Regions from separate parts of the Anas platyrhynchos genome. Here region 2 is linked to region 1. Evidence: chromatin contacts called from public Hi-C data. All regions are on one chromosome and are shown on one strand. Each heading gives the region's core, a stretch centred on a gene start, on an enhancer-like site or on the middle of the called end of the contact. The rest is flanking DNA. Distances are from core to core; before and after follow the strand shown.

The links. A called contact is a pair of places that touch in the nucleus more often than the background predicts.
Region 2: a contact with region 1 is called in a Hi-C map of liver, with 2.2 times the contacts expected there. The contact joins the promoter of ATXN1 here to the enhancer-like site in region 1. A contact is called at or near these places in 2 of 8 Hi-C or Micro-C datasets (liver and subcutaneous adipose tissue).

What each region holds. Positions count from the first base shown.
Region 1 is chr2:106,905,383-106,911,009 of IASCAAS_PekinDuck_T2T, forward strand. All of the region lies in intron 2 of LOC110353364 (a long non-coding RNA gene), which reads left to right. LOC101803317 (a long non-coding RNA gene) reads right to left here. Exons shown (of 5, transcript XR_011806866.1): 2 at 5,489-5,627; 3 at 2,395-2,538. Among named protein-coding and RNA genes, the nearest start is that of STMND1, 32 kb to the left of the region's middle. Within about 2 kb of position 3,624, at least 3 of the 8 cell types and tissues checked have an H3K27ac peak or open chromatin away from gene starts, as enhancers often do.
Region 2 is chr2:106,967,850-106,973,095 of IASCAAS_PekinDuck_T2T, forward strand. It overlaps ATXN1 (ataxin 1), which reads left to right and starts at 1,940. Exons shown (of 7, transcript XM_072033323.1): 1 at 1,940-1,995.

The DNA of each region.
Region 1 (5,627 bases), core at 2,374-4,873:
AATTGTGCACCAGATTAAAACCTGTAAATGAGGTTTCTGGAGACATGTTTAAGTATAGATACTCGTGTATAAATTCGTAGAACCACAGAGTCATGTTCCCATTCAGATTCCCATTGTAGTCAATGAAAGTCCAATCCATGCAGATGTTGGAACTAAATGCTTTAATTTACCTTGGAGTAGACACCTCTCAGATATCAGCCGAATAGTTCTCTAAGCATCACTGACTATCTGGAGTAGGTTTCCCGTGGCCATTATAGGAATTCAGATAATTACTGCATATTAAGTTGCGTAAAACCTGCTTTGGTAGAAGGGTTGGACCCAATGATCTTTCGAGGTCCCTTCCAACCCCTACAGTTCTGTGATTCTGTGATTCTGTAATCTGCAACCAAATTCCACCCTGGGAGCCAGCTAGTGACAGATCTCTGGGGGACTTCTGCACCAGGTTTATAGCCTGGACTTGAAACTCGTGTTCCCACGTGTATGGAGCTACCACATTTTCTTTAGTAGTAGGGCTGTCTGATGTGGAATATGCACACTTTAACCTTCCTGCATCTTTAGCTTGGATATAGGTAGTCCTACAGCTCCAGCAGCCCAGAGTTCACTTTGGATAAGTAGAGCAAGTATTTAGCAATTATTTTTGATCTGTGTGTGTCTGCGTATGTATGTATCCGAGTTGTATATTAAGCAGCGGTATGGAAAATATCAATTTAGGTTATGGATATGGATAAACTAATTACCTGTCAGTCGGGAAGGTCTTGCTGCTGAGCGCACAGAAGTGCCTACATGCACCTGTGCTTAAGGAAGCTGTGTCACATCACAAGCAGATTACAGCAGGGTTCAGGTAGTACAATGAGATCAAAGGATGGATACCAAGGAAAAAGCATTTTTCCACCATTTCTTCTACGCCATGTCCATCTATCACTTTATAAATGCATCAGTACTGTATTCTCCAGTACTTTATTTTCATACTAGGGATTTCTTTCTTCCCTTAGGGAGACTCTTTGTCTTCCTTTCAAAGGTAAATAAAGAATGCTCTTCACCATAATATATGTTAAAAAAAAAGGAACAGAAAACATCATGTCCCTATATACAGCTTGAATACCCGATAGATGTTTACATCAATTCTCTGCTTAGGTCTTAGAGCCAAAAAAAAAAAAGAGAAAGGCCATGTTTAGCATGGATCAGAGGTTGAGGGTAAGGGAAAGTTCAATAGTTTAGTATAAGAAAATTTGGAGTGAAGGTAGATTGAGAGTTTTCCTAATAGAGACATCTACTAGTATGGGTAATAGTCTCCTATGGTCCATGTAGGTGAAAAACACAGTGCAAAAGAGAGCTGCTGTTCCAGCCTCTTCTCTCCTTTGCACCCTGTGGTCCATATCTTGGGGCCCTCTCTTGTGCATGGCTCACAGGGTCAGGAAAACAAGCCACGGCTGCATGCACTGATTATCCCTTTGTTCCCCTCTATTGGTACAAAAAACTAGAAATCTCTTGAAGTCACAGCTTGGCGCTCTACCAAACAAAGAGATGATTGCAGCTGAGAGTGTCTAGGACTTGTCGGCCTCCAGCCTGCTGCATAGGTGTGGGCACCACATGTCATTCCCTGGAGGGCCGATTCCTTGTCTGCAGATTGTGAGCTGGAGACCCGTCCAGCTGCTGTACAGGTTACTCTTACTGGTTGAATGCCAGTGCGCAGTGTGGGGGATCTTGAGGGATCTTGGGATGAATTAAACACAAATTCCATTCATTCCTTCTTATCAGAGAATTTGAGGGTTAACTTGTTTTGTGCCTTAATTTGTAAAAGTCCAATCGTAAGCAGTTGGAAGAGACCTAACAAACTCAAGTCCCATCACCTCAAATTTGGACTGTTTAAGGTAAATTTCAGATCTTGTCATCAGTTCCTTTGGAAAAGTGGATTCTTCTAACCTGAGGGAACAGCTTCCCTACTTTTATCTTACAATCATAACTAGAATACAAGAGGAACCCCTTGCAGGCGAAGGAGAAGAGTAACTGACCTAAAATATTGACTTTGTTGTGGGAAAATCATCAGCTATCAATGGCTGCATGTACTTAAGATGACTTCTATCTCTGAACAGCATCCAAGCATTTAGACATGATCTTAAAAAAGATATTGAAATGACTTCTGAAATTGTCATTGTGATTTGATGGCTTTTGAGGCTTAACAGATTTAGGTAACATACCTTTAGGAAGGCCTTTTTCCTTACAGCTCTGGATGTTATAGGAAAATTTACTACAATTCTTGTGTGCCAATAGTAAAAAGGGTTAAACTGTGAAAAAAAATTTACTATAAAAAGCTGATTTTGTTGTAAAATGACTAATGGCATGGAATTCTAATATGCATGGGGATTTGAGAAAAGCAAACATTGAACATATTACCAAGTATCCTTGGAGCAGGACACAAGGCAAGTGCAGGTATTCCTTTTGCAAATTTCAGGCAACTTCCAGGACTGTTGCAAGAAGGCAGAGCTGAGTGTTGCTAGTGCCAAGCATTTGCGAGTCAGGTCCTGAAATGTCATGAGCCTGGTTTGGAGAAAAAAACAAACAAACAAACAAACAAACAAACAAAAAAAGTTGCAGTAATTTCTGGCTTAATTTTATTTGTCTTTTGACGTATTTGTACTTTTTTTTTTTTTCTTTTTCTTTTTTTAAGTCTTTAGGCTTTCCACTTTCTAGTTTTCTCCACCACAGCAAAGCTCTAATGCATGTTTTCTTCAGTAAGAGCTGAGATGACTGGAGCACTAAATGACTTGAGAAAAAGGGTCTTCAAGACAAACACCGAATCCTGTGAGATTCATAGTGAAGCTTTTGGTGTTGGCAGCATAAAAGGAGGGGGAATTTGCAAAGGCTCCCCAGAGAGAGGGGAATAAAGGGAGAGGGAGCTCCAGAGGGCCACCTGAAGAGTTCAGCCAGGCTTCTCCTCTGGATCACCGTGTTCTCCACTGGAGCTGCTGTAGAGAAAGGTAGCTTTTGTGAATAGCTCTTTGAGTGCCACACGAAGAGAGGCTTTTAATGTAAGGAGCTGCACGTGGCTGTGCTGATTTCCAACAACACAGGGGCTGTATACACAGGCCCTGACCGACATGCGGCGCTCCGGCCACTCCGAGGGGCAGCGTTTGAGTGTGTGCGTGTCCATACCGAGCATTTGCTGCCGGATACCTGCCTGAGTTTGGGAAAGGGGTGATAAACAGGTTTGTGACAGCCCGTTTGATACGCTGTGACGCTAATAGCTTGAAGGAGCACTCGGTAGGTAGAGAAGCGCTGCGAGGGGTTAGTCAGTCACCAGCATGCTCACAGCGCCGTGCCAGCAGTGGGCTGTGAGTTGGAGCCAGACAGTTGGTGAGCTCTCCTGTAGGCATCCAGACAAGCCTGCTCCGAGATGACATTTGCTTCGCCACAGATCTGTCACGGCTCATTTTTCACAGCCCTGTTGAAGTGGCTTATTTATTATCGTCTGTTCTGGTGTTATATCCTGGACACGGGAGAACTGTTTTACCACGCCGCGGTGCCAGGAATTCCTCGTCGCTGCGCAATCCGACGCCGGGAGAGCGCTCGGGGTAAGGCTGGACGCTTTCCTCAAGGCTGGTGCTGCTAAGGACGGGCACTCCAGCTGGAGCTGACGAGGCGGATCCGAGGCATTGCAGCACAAGTTAGTGGTTTGGTTCGTAAGTGACCTCTGAGTGAGGAGGTACCAGATTTGTCACACTTCCACGAGCCCCGGCTCTGGAAATCAAATCCAAGGCTGTAGTCAGCAGAACAACTTGACCTTGGATTTAGGCAGCCCTGTCATTAGCCCATGCGGGATCTGTCGAAGTCGCGTTATCAAGAGCAGCAGTTCTCAGCTGTGCTCCCCGCGTCCTGCAAAGCCAGGCTGCCTTAAAAGGTTAATGTTTTAAGGCACTGGGGTAGCCCACAGTGCATTCAAAAAGCTGACAGTGATCCATGAGCAGAGTGCTGGGGAATTACTGCCACTGCTGCCCTAGAGCAAGAAGTTTTCAGTGCTGCTGTTAACAGGAAAATGAGCTAATCTGTTTCAGGAATGGCAGCAGAACCTGGCTGCTGCGTTTTCCAGGCTTACTGAATCATTCTTACAATCTTCTTTCCTTGCCCTGTATCAAAATAACTCTCACGGCGCTTGAATGCTTTAAAACCACGTTTTTAGGAGAGCCGCTCACCTTTCTCCGGGTCTGCTCTTCTGATTGGATTTGTGTTGCTATGCTGGAATAATATTTCCCCAAATCCGTATCAGTATGATCAATTAAATTAGTGGCTAAAATCTGTCATCCAAGATGACTCTCTGTTGTTATGAGGAAGGAATCAGATTGATTTTCGTTGGAACCAGGCTAGTGCGAAATGTCAATTGCCATGGGAAAAAGTATCCTGCTGTATGTGCTGCAGAAAATGAAGCTGAGCCCATGGGGGAACACTTATGATCAGTGCATGTAGGTTTTAAAGTGATCCAGCACAAGAATGCATTTGTTTCTAATTGTTTTTGTTGTCTGTACAGGGGTAGAAGCGGGCGGTGGCGTGGCCCTGTTGTGCCTTGCACAACCACATGCTTGCAGTTGGAAGAATTTGAATGAAGCAGCAGATAACAGCAGTCCTTTCTCTAGCCTGCAGCGAGGAGGTAGGACTGATGGATTGCACGAGTTTAGGTGGAGGGGAACCAATGCCTGTTCTCCTTGGGCCAACAATTACAGCCATTTCACCCTACTGCTTCCCCCACTGGGCCCAGTTTAGCCCAGTCTAGCAGTGGCAATAGCAGGAGGCTTTTCTGTCACAGTAATCAATGGTGGGGTTAGAGCAAGAATTCAGCTAGTTAGCTAGAATAAATGACCGGGGGCTTGAAGCAATGAAGGGCTATAGAGTGTTAAAAAAATGGGCTGAAGACTATCTAAAAAAGTGTTGTCACTTGCTGAGAAGGTTGCTTTGCCAGCTAGTCTAAGTCCAAATATTAATGTTGTTAGGATTTATTTTTTTTAAGAAACTGTAGCATGAATGGAAAATTTATGGAAGATTTTGAGGCTTCTCTATTTTTAAATAAAATGGAGCCTTGTTACTTCATTAGGGCATGCAAAGTGGCTAGAAACAAAACTAAAATTAATCTGTTATAATCCAACAGAATACAAAAGTGAGCATAAAACAATGATAGGAAAAATGAACCCAGATCTGCTGCTGAAGTCTAATAAAAGAAATGTAACAAGTAACAAAGGAAGCTCATTTTACTTGTTTTTGTGAAGTTGGTTGGATTAGCAATGTTCTGTGAAAATACTGTACCTCGGGCAACGGAGTGCAGGTTTTTCCAGAACGTGTTTAAATGTTCTCATTGCTCGTGTGCTACTAAAAAGGGAAAATTATAACACACGGTTCTCTGAATTCTAACCTGATGTTTTAATTCGCCAAACACAAGTGTGGAGTTGTTCAAAGATTTAATCTCTGCTGTCCCCGTCATTGCACAAAAACTTGCAGTTACCTGACAGAGAACCGCAGGAGGTAGGTGATGTTTGTGCCAGCCTGGCTGGGCACTCTGCATTATCCTCCATCGCCACCAAAGCGAGCTGATGAATCAGAGCAATTCTGGGTTTGCAGCTGTACAACCAGGAGCAGAAGTT
Region 2 (5,246 bases), core at 690-3,189, 61 kb after region 1:
CAATGGGACAACTTGTATGCCTTAAAGCAGACACCACGTTTACACACCTAGCTGACGATGGCCCGAACAAGGGAGAGAAATGACGTGATGTTTCTGTCCTAACAGATGGGATTTATCATGGAAAGAAAGAGGAGAGAGATTAAATGGCAGGAAAACCACCACGTAATCCAACTTCTGTAGCATTTCAGATTTTTCAGACCTGATCTGCGTATCAGTGTGTGAAATAATCTCCTGGGGTTGGTAGGAGATGTCCCGTCACTTCAGATTTTAATACCAGTGTAAGTTGGTTGACAGGGGTAGTTTATGAAAAGAAAAGGGTTTTAGCCTGTGCTGCTACATAAGTATGAAAAAAATGTAAATAGTATCATGGTTTTATTTTTGTTTACATGAATACTGTTTTGTTTTGTCCTTGATATGTGGAATTGTTGCTTTTCTGAGTCCTTGGCTAAGCCTTGGGAAAAGGGAGTGTTCTATATTGCTTTAGTAGTAATAATACTTCTACTCTACTGTGTCATCACTGTTTTGCAAGATAAAAGGTTCATTTTTACTATTCCTTTTCTACAGGCAGAAGAATGGAGTCGGTGAGCATGTGACAGAACTAAGACCAAGACAACAGGAGTCAAAACCAGGTTAGATTTGCAGCAGAAGCAGTGAAGTCTTTAACAGAGCAGTTTGTGTTACAGAGGCATTGGCTAGACCTTTTCCTTCTTGGAAGGACAGTTCAGGGGGAATATGAGAGATGTCTGCGAAGTTCTGGGTAGCGTGGAGTGTGTGGGTAGAGACTGGCCACTGACTCCGTGCAAGAACCAGGAACACGGGATGAAGCAGACAGAAAGAGACAAATCTTGCACCAGGGACTCGACCTGGGCAATGTGACATAAGAGACAGTGGATGTGTGAAGTTTACACGTGCTCAGGGGAAGACTGCACAAGTCTTGAGAGAGAAATCCACCAAGGGCTACTAAGCAGGAAAGAAATCACATCCTACTCAAGATGCACCTTGAGTTGAAAATAGCAAGAGTCTGGAGAGTATGTGGAGGAAGCAGTACATGGCTGCCTATGCCTCCTGAGGTATCTCCTTATGACCACTGTTGTCTTATGGCCTCTGTATAGCCATTCTTAGGTCCTTCTGTGCCAACAAAATGAGAATATGAGCTGTGATAAATCTATAGTGAGGAACCATTTCAGAACTAGCATCTCTTGTGTGTGAATAGCTTGTGATGAGATGGTCCTGCCCTCAGGTGTCCACACCGTTCTCGCAGCTGTTCTTGACCCCATGGCAGAACAATCCTTGTAAGAGCAAGTCTGTCCCTGTGATAGTAGGTACACTTCACAAGGGCTTGAATTTTTTGATTTTGTGAGAATCCCCATGGCAAAAGACACACACTTTGAGGTAAGGCTGAAGATGTGCTTTCAGCAGGCAGGTGTTTCTTCCTGTACCGGGATGCCCAACTCAGTTCCTTTTGAGAAAACTGCTTTCATAGTGCTGTATTTTTCTTTCAATTGCTGAGTGCCAGGACCTCTAGTTCTTGGAAAGGTATCTTTCACTACCTTAAGTGTAAATAAATAAATGATGTCATATGAGGACAATATGAGAGCAGATGCAAGGTAGGAAGGCAGGTGGAAACTCTCCTGTGGAAAAAAGTAGGCAGGGAGAAAGAGAGACATCATAAGGCATTTCATCCAAGGTGGAAACAATTACTGACATTAGTAGAAAGGCATGTGCTGAAGGGTAAAGAAAGAACAGGAGGATCTGGAAGATCTCTGAGGGCAAGATGCTGCCCTCAGACTGTAAGACGTCAAAGCAATGCCGGTCTAGTTTTGAACCAGTCTACATAAACTGAAATAAATCTGATTTAATGTGATATTCTACCTCAGCCTTTCCAGGACTTTTTTTTTTTTTTTTTAATTTTGAAGTTTCAGGCTTCTTAGGACACCACATCTCCATGATCCTGCAGAAGAAACAGGCAAAATACTCCTTGTAGTTGGATGAAAGGTAAGTTTACTATGTTGTTTGTCAAAGGCTTGCAAGCTGAAGACTTCCTACTCTCCAGAAAATTCTCAGTCCTGTCATGTCTACAGTCCTCTGCCTGAAGATTTTCCTGTTGACCATGACTATGGATCAAATCTAAGGGGGCATAGCAATTCATTCATGCCCAATTTATCCCACTTAAATCTTTGATGTTTATACACCGTTCAAAGTCTCCATTTATGTGTTCCGAGTGGCCACAGATTTGTGGCATACAATGCCTTTTCAAAACAAACAAAAGTGAAGAAATAACATCCTTTGCTGTGTATGAGGTACTAATATCTTGGGACTATCACTCTACTTCTGGTTACTACTGTATTAGTTATTAGTTCTCCTTTTGACAGTGCAATGGAAAGATAGGTACAAAATAACTCTATTCTTGGATGTACAGCAACTTACACTTATTCCTGTCTTGAAACCAAGGTGGGAGCCCAGATGTGCCAACATTGGCTGAATTTGGTAAACTTCAGCTCCAAATTTTCATGAGGGCTTTGAGGCCAAGGCCCTTGTGTGTTATATTTTGTGAAGAGGTAGAGGCAGTGAGGGCAGAGAATAGCCGTTATTCATATGCTGCACCTTTTCTCAATAAAAGATGTTGTAAAGATTTTTAGCGTGTGGACAAAATGTGCAGGCTTGGCAGCAGGGCTGAGCTTATTGGCTCTGAAGGTCTGTTAGGTCAATGATCCATGAGGTTGGAAGGATTTGTTCAATAGACTGGAACAGCTCTGTTGGGGCCATTAAAGTACTGAGGTGTCAAAAACCCATGTTTTCAATTCTTAGGTCTGTTCAAACAGGTAGCTCATTCTAGCCCCTTCTTCTCCTCCCATGAAAACTCATTGCGCTTATCAGTATACGTATAGCATTGATCAGCAAGACTGTGAACAGGCCTTAGAAACCACATTGCCTTTCTGAAGGTTAAGACACTTAAGAAAGTCCAAGAGTTACTTCCCAATCCAGTGTTAACATGATGGATGCTAATCTAATCTATCTAGGCCATAACGCCTGTAACAGACCAAAAAAAAAAGGGCAAGTGAACTCCCAGATAAGTCCCTGTGTCAGGTATGGTTTAAAGGGAAAACCCGTGTGGACTCTGGCTGCTCCCTGCCAGAAGCCAAGAGCCCTCTCCCAGAGAGTGGCGGGTGAATTCTCGTTAGTTCTTCACCGTCATTTTGGTTGAATGTTAATCCTCGTTAACAGCGCTGCCTTGACAGCCCTGGAAGCCAAGAATTTTCCACACGATGGAGCCTCCCCTGTGTTCTCTGCTGGTGTACTTTGACCCTGATATGAAGCGATCACTTCTAGGAATAAAACGGCTGCTGAGTTTCCATTCCCTGTTGGCCCTTCTGCGCATGCCACCTGTAGGGGTAGGTGCGGTGCCAGCGGAGTTATGTGGAGGCCAGGACATGGATGGAGGCCCCGGACATCTTGACACCACAAAGCACCTAACAACTCACACCAGTTATTACTTGAGAGGTGCCTAGACCAACTAAGCACCTCTAGAGAAGGCTTAGCACTTTTATTTTCCACTGGTCATGGCTGAAACAACTTCTGGGGCTAGGTGTGGCTGTGGTCAGTCCCAGGGCTGCCACTGGTAGGTTAGCTGCTTTTCCTTCTAAGTCAATGGCCTGACGGGCAACATATTCAAAAAACTACGTCAGTCCTGATTTTAAGACTTTATAGGAGTCTTTTTTTTCTTTTTTTTTTTTTTTTTTTTAATCCCTTAGTGAATTGCTTTCCTTGTTTAAAACAAACAAATGAAAAAAAAAAACACACCACCAAACTTATTTTAGATCTGCATCTAAGGAGCTATTGTTATTTTAAAGCTATTGAAGCCATTGTTATTTAAAGAGCAACTCAAGTGCTTCTTTTCAAAAAACAAGACAATGATGAGGTACACGCTTTTTACGTAAATATCGCATTACTATATGATAAGGAATGGCAAACAATGGTTTGTGCAGTGCCCCTACAACCCATTCCTAGGCACAGTGTGGTAAAATAAGTTAACAGCAGCCTTTCCTTTGAATTCACTTGCAAAGGACCTCAGCATATTAGACCGTAGAGTTGTCTGAGTCGCAGTGTAGTACTACATACTTGCTTAGTCCTCATGAATGCTTTGCTCTCATTTCACTAAATGTTAATTTGCATGAGATATTTGTGGCTTTTAAAGAGACAGCATTGGTTCTCCGTGCCTACCAGTCTAATTTCCTTCCATCTGAAAACAATCACGGGTAAGAATTCTGGAAAACTTCATCAGCATCCCTGTTCTGACAGGGTATACACTAATTTCTAAGCGAATTCACAAAAAATAAAGATGTTAGTCATATCTTATTATGTTCACACAAGTGGCACTTCAAGTTAAAGAATACATTCTAAATATGTTATTGTTCGGATCGTGTACATGTTTAGCTTCTCGGAGGAAAGCGTACCTTAATTAGCCAGCTGTAATCCAAATTATAGTTTCTCATTTGCTAAAGCTGTTAAAATACCTTAAATCAACTGCCTATGTCTGAAATAATAATGAAAATAACTGCATTAGCAAAAATTATCTGAATGCTAGCAGGCTATAAATAGATAGGAGGTGGATTGGACAGTCGGCAGATTCTGAGTTGGAATAAAAACATCTTACTTAAGCCAAAAACATGGCAACCAATATTTTCTGTTATAAAAATATTTGAGATGAATTTAGTTTTTATGAAAGCTGTCTGAAAGTGAAATGAATAGCAGTAGTTCTCTGTTTATTTACAAGCCAGTATTAGTACCTGAAGCACAAAGACGGGCACCTTAAGAGCAATGCCAGCAAACCTTTGACTGTATTGAAAAATCCTTTTTTCCATGGGATGGGAATGATGGCATGTTTGTGCTCTTTCAGAGAAACCTCCACCTTGATAATGCTTGTCATCTGAGCAAACGGTATGACAGGTCTGTGAAGTGGATTACTACTGTCCACTAGAGGCTGTAATGAGACCAACAATGTCATTTTATGACAAATTGAAGACTTAGACTGTAATAATCGATAATTGTAAAATTACTTTTCACACGCAATACGTCATCAATCACTGGATTTCCCTGAATGTGAATGTTTCAAAAAAATCCACATCCTTACGCCTCTTATTTTCCCATTTTTCACAGATGCTGTTAACTGCATAATACATGCATGTAGATGACACTACAACTGGTATATCAAAAGATGGTTTCTGATAGACAGTGTGCATCTTGCA